Linked DNA regions of Mus musculus: region 2 is linked to region 1. A link is a contact called in public promoter capture Hi-C data. All regions are on one chromosome and are shown on one strand. Each heading gives the region's core, a stretch centred on a gene start, on an enhancer-like site or on the middle of the called end of the contact. The rest is flanking DNA. Distances are from core to core; before and after follow the strand shown.

Evidence for each region. Capture Hi-C pulls out chosen DNA fragments and counts their contacts.
Region 2: a contact with region 1 is called in a promoter capture Hi-C map of liver. The contact joins the promoter of Ppp1r1a here to the promoter of Gtsf1 in region 1. A contact is called at or near these places in 2 of 484 Hi-C or Micro-C datasets (both in embryonic stem cells), 3 of 115 datasets of contacts at active chromatin or transcription factors (all in embryonic stem cells) and 4 of 9 other capture datasets (adipose tissue, embryonic stem cells, liver and 1 more).

The regions. Positions count from the first base shown.
Region 1 is chr15:103,428,756-103,432,347 of GRCm38.p6, reverse strand. Gtsf1 (gametocyte specific factor 1) reads left to right here and starts at 1,921. Exons shown (of 9, transcript NM_028797.1): 1 at 1,921-1,992. Gm52195 (a long non-coding RNA gene) reads right to left here. Exons shown (of 4, transcript XR_003951567.1): 2 at 2,821-2,863.
Region 2 is chr15:103,536,262-103,539,853 of GRCm38.p6, reverse strand. It overlaps Ppp1r1a (protein phosphatase 1, regulatory inhibitor subunit 1A), which reads left to right and starts at 1,862. Exons shown (of 7, transcript NM_021391.3): 1 at 1,862-2,059. The coding sequence starts at 1,976.

The sequences.
Region 1 (3,592 bases), core at 672-3,171:
TTTTCCTAAAATGCTTTGTGCTAAGTTTTCAATGAAGCAATTTGTCTCTGAAAAAAGAACTTAACAGCTTGTTTCTGTGAATCATCCAGGCCATCCAGGTGAAAGAAATGCTTTTGTAAATTCAAGTCAGTGCCTAAATCAGCGGTTCTTAGTCTGGACACACATTAGAATCATCTGGGTAAGTTTTTAAAAGAACTATGCCTGGCTCTCTTCTGATTAATTGGTCAAGGAGGGGAATTTACATGGTCTGTCTTGGGTGGGGAGGGGCTGGGTCTTTGGTTGGTTTGTTGGTTTGGTTGGTTTTTTTTATAGCAGGGTTTCTCTCTGTATGTAGCCCTGGCTAGCCTTGAACTCAGAGATCACCTACCTCTGCCTCATGAGTGCTGGGATTAAAAACTGTGTCGTCACCCAGCTTCATGGTGTGTCTTAAGCATTCCCCAGATGATTCTAGTACACAGACATAACCAAGAACCATTATCCTGCAATAAGAATGTCTTAAGCCCATCTCCTATCCACAAATTCTTTTCAGTGTTTTGGTTGGTTAGTTAGTGGTTTGTCCTGGTTTAGTGGGTTCGGGTTTTTTGTTTCTGTTTTGTTGTTTTGTTTTGTTTTGTTTTGTTTTTTAGTTACTCTGTGGTTTAGGCTCTCCCAACTGGTCTCCAATCCATGGCAATCCTCTTGCATCAGCCTCCCAAGTGCTGAGGTGACAGGCTTGTTGCCTCTACCCCGAAGCTCTTATTAGGTTCTTATTCTGTGAAGCATACACTTTTTAGCCTGCTGCCTGGAGAGGGTCAAAGCTGGTAATTCATCTACATATTCATCATGTAAAAATAAAATGTCACATTCCCAAGATTCTATTTACCAAAGATACCTTGGTTTTGCTATTCTGATTTCCTTTCTGTATTTAGACTCTTACCCACTAAAATGTGTCAGAAGTCTCAGTATTTCAGCAGCCAGCCAACTATAGGCTGCCTGCTAGCTTTGGACAGCACAAAATTTTCTAGCGATGTATTTTTACAACTCAATGTTTTTAAAACAGTGTTGCCAGATCTACCCACAGTGTCAACACCTTTTCAAAGGCTATAAAATTTATAGCCTAAATTTATAGTATAAAGTTTACAGTATAAATCCTTTTTCTCCCTAGTGCTTCCCCAGGTCATCTCAGGCCCTACTAATTTCTTCCTTATAGCAATTTACAGTCTACCACTTCCTGGCATATGTTGTACTCCCATTTGATCATCAGTCCAATTTAGTACCTGTTTCCCTAAGAACATTGTGGACAAGTATATTTAGGTAGGTATATAAAGTTTTAGAATGGTGTGTTTTCTAAACAAAGCTCGCAGTGTTTTGAGTTTCCTGTTTTGAGTTCTTTGACCAATCTGTCCTCTGTAGCCTAAAACTCCCTTCAGTCCCACCAACACTGTATCATACTCCCAACTATTCTGAGACTCTCGCTGCCTTTTCAATTGAGAGCCTACATGGACACAAAATCCCTGCCCGCTTTGATTTTTCTTTAAACTGTTGTACCTGTCTCCATCATTCTTCTTTTGAACTCTCAAAATCTAAATTACATTTCTGTCTCATCAACAAGTCTCTCATTTCTTTCAAGTCTCTCATCAACTTCCACAAACAAGGCTTCCTGACAAACAGCTCGCTACACCAACCAGTCCCATTCTTTCCCTGATTTTTCTAAAATGGCTGCTCAAAAGTCACCAAAGGAAGTTCTCCACCCATGTAGGACCCTTTAGGCCAGGGGAGTAGAGGAAGGTTAGTGGCTAAAAGCAAAGATGCCGAAGACCCCCAAGAAGCCGCCTTGGGCAGGAGGGTGAGCCAAAGAAAAAGGATAGCCTAGGCGTTGGCCGTGATGCACTGGGCCTGCGCAAGCCACAGTCACAGGAAGTGCGGCCACGCCCTGGCATCAGGCCGGAAGTGGGCGTTGCCGGGGCCTGGCTGTGAGGCGAAGTCGGCGGTGGGGAGAGCTTCTGGACTGAGGTAGGAAAGAGGCAAGGTGGTAGGGTCTTGGCTCGGGTCAGCCCTTGTAAGCCGTTCATGCAGATACCTTCGAAGTAGTGTCTTCCCTCACTTTTCAGCCTTAAGCCCTGAACAACAGCTGCGTCGGCCATCGTCTGCTCGACGGGCTGCCTGGTACCTTTTTCTGCCTTGTTTTCTAGGTAACCTCCTCCTGGTTCTTTTTGCTTGAATCTCCTTAAATCTGGGGTGAGGGATGAGGGGTGGGGGGTGGGGGAGTCCTTTTTTGTAAGGGGAAAGAAATTACTGTTTTACTGAGACCTGCAACTTTTTTCAGAGTTTAAACAGTAGCTTCAAATTCTCACTTTGTCCAATTCACCGACAGCCTGTTATTGGGGGAAAGGAATCAAATCACCTGTTAACAATTTGATGGGGAAGATAAGAGACAGCTGAATGATGGTGTTATGAGTTCCAGCGTCCTTGGCCTACTTGGAATCAGTCTGTTTGCTAAGAAAGAATAGGTCAGCTCTCTAAGTCGCTGAATATCTTTACTCATCTTTTTCAAAATAATAATAATAATGTAATTCTTGGTTTTTCCTTAAAACCTTTTTTTATTTTTAACAAAGTATGACATAACTGTAGTAGAAGTTCCATACGGGTTAAGATAGTTTAACTAATTCTCAGATAGTTTCCCCAATGATTGCCATTAACAAATGGGCTCTGGAGCAAAGTCCGAAACTAGAGTTTAGTTGATCACCCCTATTGCTTAACAAAGGTTCTAATGCTGCCTATGTCATAGAATGGGGGGGAAGGGGGTGTGGAATTTTTGTGAGAGGCCAAAGGAGAGCTTACCTAGAGACAACAGCTGTATGTGCATCCAATTTTCAGAAGATTCCTATGGGAGAGGTTATATACAAAATTAGTTTTCCCATAATACGTGAACTAAATCAGTGTTCAATAGAGATTCCAGTAAAAGAGAATTCAAACTCAGAGACATTTCCTCTTTTAATTTTTTTCATGTTTGTTATATTTGTTCTCTTAGATGTTCTCTATGAGCTCTTAATTTTTTTAACATTCACATATATTCCCTCAGTGCAGTTAAGTAATCAGTACTGACTAAAACAGTATTTATCTTGTTATTATATAGAAATGAGAGGAACAAAATGAAAAATGGCTAGAAAGAGAGAATATTGGTGTGACGTTTTCTGATCATGATTAAGAAAAGTTACTAAGCTGGGTATGGTTGAAAATGCCTTTAATCCCAGAACTCAGGAGGCAGAGGCAGGTGGATCTCTGTGTGTTCAAGGTCAGTCTGGTCTGCATATTGAGTTCCAGGACAGCCAAAACTATACAGAGAAACCTTGTCTCTTAAAAAAGAAGAAAAAGAAAGGTCATTAAATGAGATGTAGCTTTTATTTTACATGTGTTTGTGTGCATTTTGCCCACAGAAGCCAGAAGAGGGCATCTGATCCCCTGAAACTGGAGTTATAGGCAGTTGTAAGCCATGTGGGTGCTGAGAATCAAACCCAGATGTCACTAAGAACACCCAGAGCTCTTAACCATTTAATCATCTTTCCATCTGGAAAGAAGATCTTTAAAGTAGTTTATCCAGAAGTCTAAATAC
Region 2 (3,592 bases), core at 613-3,112, 110 kb before region 1:
ATAGAGAAGCCTTCAAGCTGGAATTCTACATGAAACAAGCCAGTATTCCCCCCAGCACTACCTTAGATGTGGCCTGCCTCTGTGTCAGGTCCCTTGCTCCACGGATCCTCAGCTATGAAACATGGAAATTCTAACACTACAAAGAAGATGGGGGCTGAGCTCCTGAATCAGGGGTGGGGACTGTCCCTTCAGGTCATCCAGGCCTGGCCAAGAGGATAGAGAATGTCCCTCTCTAGAAGCACTATGCCCCTAAGTGTATGTGTGGGAGGGAGAAGCAAAGAGAAGGAAAATAATGGCCCAGCCCTAAGACACCGTCTGCCCTGTCTCCCATATTATTGATTCATCACCTCTCCGTGCACATTGCACTGGGATGTGGGTAAACAGACATTGGGATCCAGGGACACTGAACATTTTCCCTACTATCCAAACAGAGCAAAAAGGCTGGGAGAAGCATTCCCAGAGTCCCATTACTTCAACAGCAAATGGAGGAGCAACTGGCTATAGAACCTTCAGGGCTGCTGAGTGGCTGCAACCTGGCCTTGCCCTGGAGAAAGCTGAGCCTGTCTGCTGTGTAAAAGGATCCCTAGGGGAGGAAGGGGGTGAGGGTGGGGCTATTTTTGGAGGGAAGAGGGGAAGGGGCCATGGAAAACACACCAGAGAACTCCAGACTGAGGTTTAAAGCTGCCCCCTAGAGTGGGGGATGACCAAGGCCCCATTCCCCTGGAGCCAAGCTTAAACCTAGATAGACCCTGCCCTCTGTTCAGTTTAAGACTACAAAGAAACTGATCTCCCCGTACTTCCATACCCCCCCTTCAGCACTATAGGCCTTCTCCTTCTCTATCTCAGTTCCACTGTGCCTCCTGAATACATTAGGAACCCTTCCACCTCTCCAGCACCCACCTCTCTCTGTCTAGTGACCCTAACCCTAGTACAGAGCACTTCAGTTCCTATGAATATCCTGTCGCCTTCACTGGTTAGTACCGAGTGGCATGTTGATCCCATACCAACCCAGTAAGTTCTTCTAGTAGTCTAACTTCCATGCCAATAGTCACGACAGAGCAGGGCAGAGCATTTTCATTGTCCTGCCAACAGTGAAAGTGGACACCAGCCATCTGTAAACAGGCCACCCCGGTGGGGTGTCCTCCACTCCCCATCCCCATCCCTGTAATCCCCTTAAAGGCCTTTCACCTACTTTGCAGCTCACAATGTAGCAAGCAGAAAGTGAAATCTATTTCACAAGCAGGATTGGCTTTCACCTCCATGGCTTCTTCTTTACCCTAAATGGCCCTCTCCCCAAGCCCTTGGTCCACTCACACTCCAAAGAGTCTTACTCTGCCGACTCTCTGAGAGCTTCCCCTCTTCTCTCTCTTGTCCAGGAGTGTTCCCTGAACAGTAGCCAAAGCTCGCACCTGCCCTCAAAGTTTTCACATCCACTCTAGTAATTGGCCTCAAGGGGAAGTTCCCTCCCAGTCTAACTTTAATCCCTCCTGCTGTGTACCTAAATCTCCTTTCAATCTTTTCTCTTTGTGAAATCTCCTTTAGATCATAAACATAATCTACCTCTGGAGCTGTGTCCTTTCTTTTTTCCAGACCATGAAACCTGCACCAGCTTGAAGAAGTTCTTGATAAAACCTTTCCACACCCACCCCCTGCCCAGAATTCTAAAATACCTGGATGCCGGCCCGCGGGTGGTCTAGGACAGCGACCAACCGGGGTCTGGATCCTTAGCTTGAGGGGCGGCGACCTGCACAGCCGCCAGCACAGCCACGACGGGGTTAAGGCTCGGGACTGGGGGAGGAGGGGGCCGGGAGGGACGGTGACGAGCCAATCCGCAACAACACAGTCCCCAAGCGGAGCGGGGCGCGCCGAGCCAGGAGCTGCAAGCCGAGCGCCGGGCTGGGGCCAGGGCCGGAGCGCAACAGAGAGGGAGCGCGCCCGCCCCAGCCCGAGGTCCGCCGCTGCCTGACCGGGAGCCATGGAGCCCGACAACAGCCCACGGAAGATCCAGTTTACGGTCCCGCTGCTGGAGCCTCACCTGGACCCGGAGGCGGCGGAGCAGGTACAGGCAGGGCGGGGCAGCAGGACTCGGCGAAGGACTGGGGACCTGGCCGTGAGACTTGAATCCCTGCCTTGCCCCAGCGCGGCACCACACCTCTTCAGGAACGCACTCGCCCAGTTTATGGGGGTCTCCATACCCTCCCCCAACAGCGAGGCCACACCTCGGTCACCAGTATGGGTCCCTGTGGCGGGTGTCTCCAAGAGCATCGTTCACTCCCAGCCCAGCCATAGGGACACGACCCCTCCTCCCTCACTGGCGACCTTACAGCCCCTCACACCCAGTCAACCCCCAGAGTTTCCCGGCTAAGTGGCATTGGTAAGCTGAAGGGTACTGCCGGGAGGATGTTGCGGGCGGGGGGCGGCGAGTGAGCAGAAGAGACAGCTCTCCTCCCCTCCGTGTCATCTGGAGGCTGAGTGTGGCACCCAAAGGGATGAGAACAGCTATGGAGGAGTTTTAGAGCAAGGACGGGGGAGGGTGGAGGGGTCTGCAAGCTGATGTTCCCTTCTGCAAGTCAGAGCACGTGGGACCTGGGTATAACTCTGCCCTATGGAGTAGGGAGTGGGGGTGAGATGCGGGGCGCAGCGCGGCGATCTGGAGCGTCTGGGCCTGGGGTCCAAGCTTAGCCACGAGCAAGCCACCAAGAAAGCTTGGCTCATCGGGTGGGAGTGCAGGGCCCTGGCCCAGCCTCCTGGCCTGGCCTATTTTTAGCTCTGAGCAGCCTGGCAGAGGCGGCAGTGTGTGAGTGAGCAGTGTGTGTCAGCGTCAGTGAGCGTATGGAAGGGGCTACTATCTGCAGCCTGCCTTCTTTTGCATTCCCTGGATTGTGAAGACCATCCCTCCCCAAGAGCATCCAGCTCCCCAGGACTCCTGCCCCCAGCCACTCACTGTCAAGCTCTCCACCTGAAAGAATCAGACCTCTGGGGATGAGCAGGAGAAAAAGGTTTCCACATTGCTAGAGCCGATTCATAGAATTGGGTGTGGATGAAAAGGGACCCAGCAGGTGTACACTTTGAAACTTCTACTTCTCAGATCCAGGGAGGAGCAGGTACCCAGCTTCTCCTCTCCCTACCTGGGGACCAAGGGGCTGGAGAGGGAGTTTGAGACCTCACACACATGAGATGAGGAGAATGAAGACTGTTTCTATGGACTATGCCTATGCCCAGAAACAGCAGATTGGCTCAGACGACTTTTGAAACAGGAAAGCAGGCCCAGAAGTGGAGACTGTGGGAGCCAGAGGTTCTGAGATCTGCCTCCCAATGGCAGACAGGACCTGACACCTGCTTCTGTTTGGTGTCAAAGGGGTTTGAAGGGGCTGGTGAGATGGCTCAGTGGGTTAGAGCACCCGACTGCTCTTCCGAAGGTCCAGAGTTCAAATCCCAGCAACCACATGGTGGCTCACAACCATCCGTAACAAGATCTGACTCCCTCTTCTGGAGTGTCTGAAGACAGCTACAGTGTACTTACATATAATAAATAAATAAATCTAAAAAAAAAAAAAAAAAGGGGGTTTGAAGGAGGGCTGGCCAGCTGGTT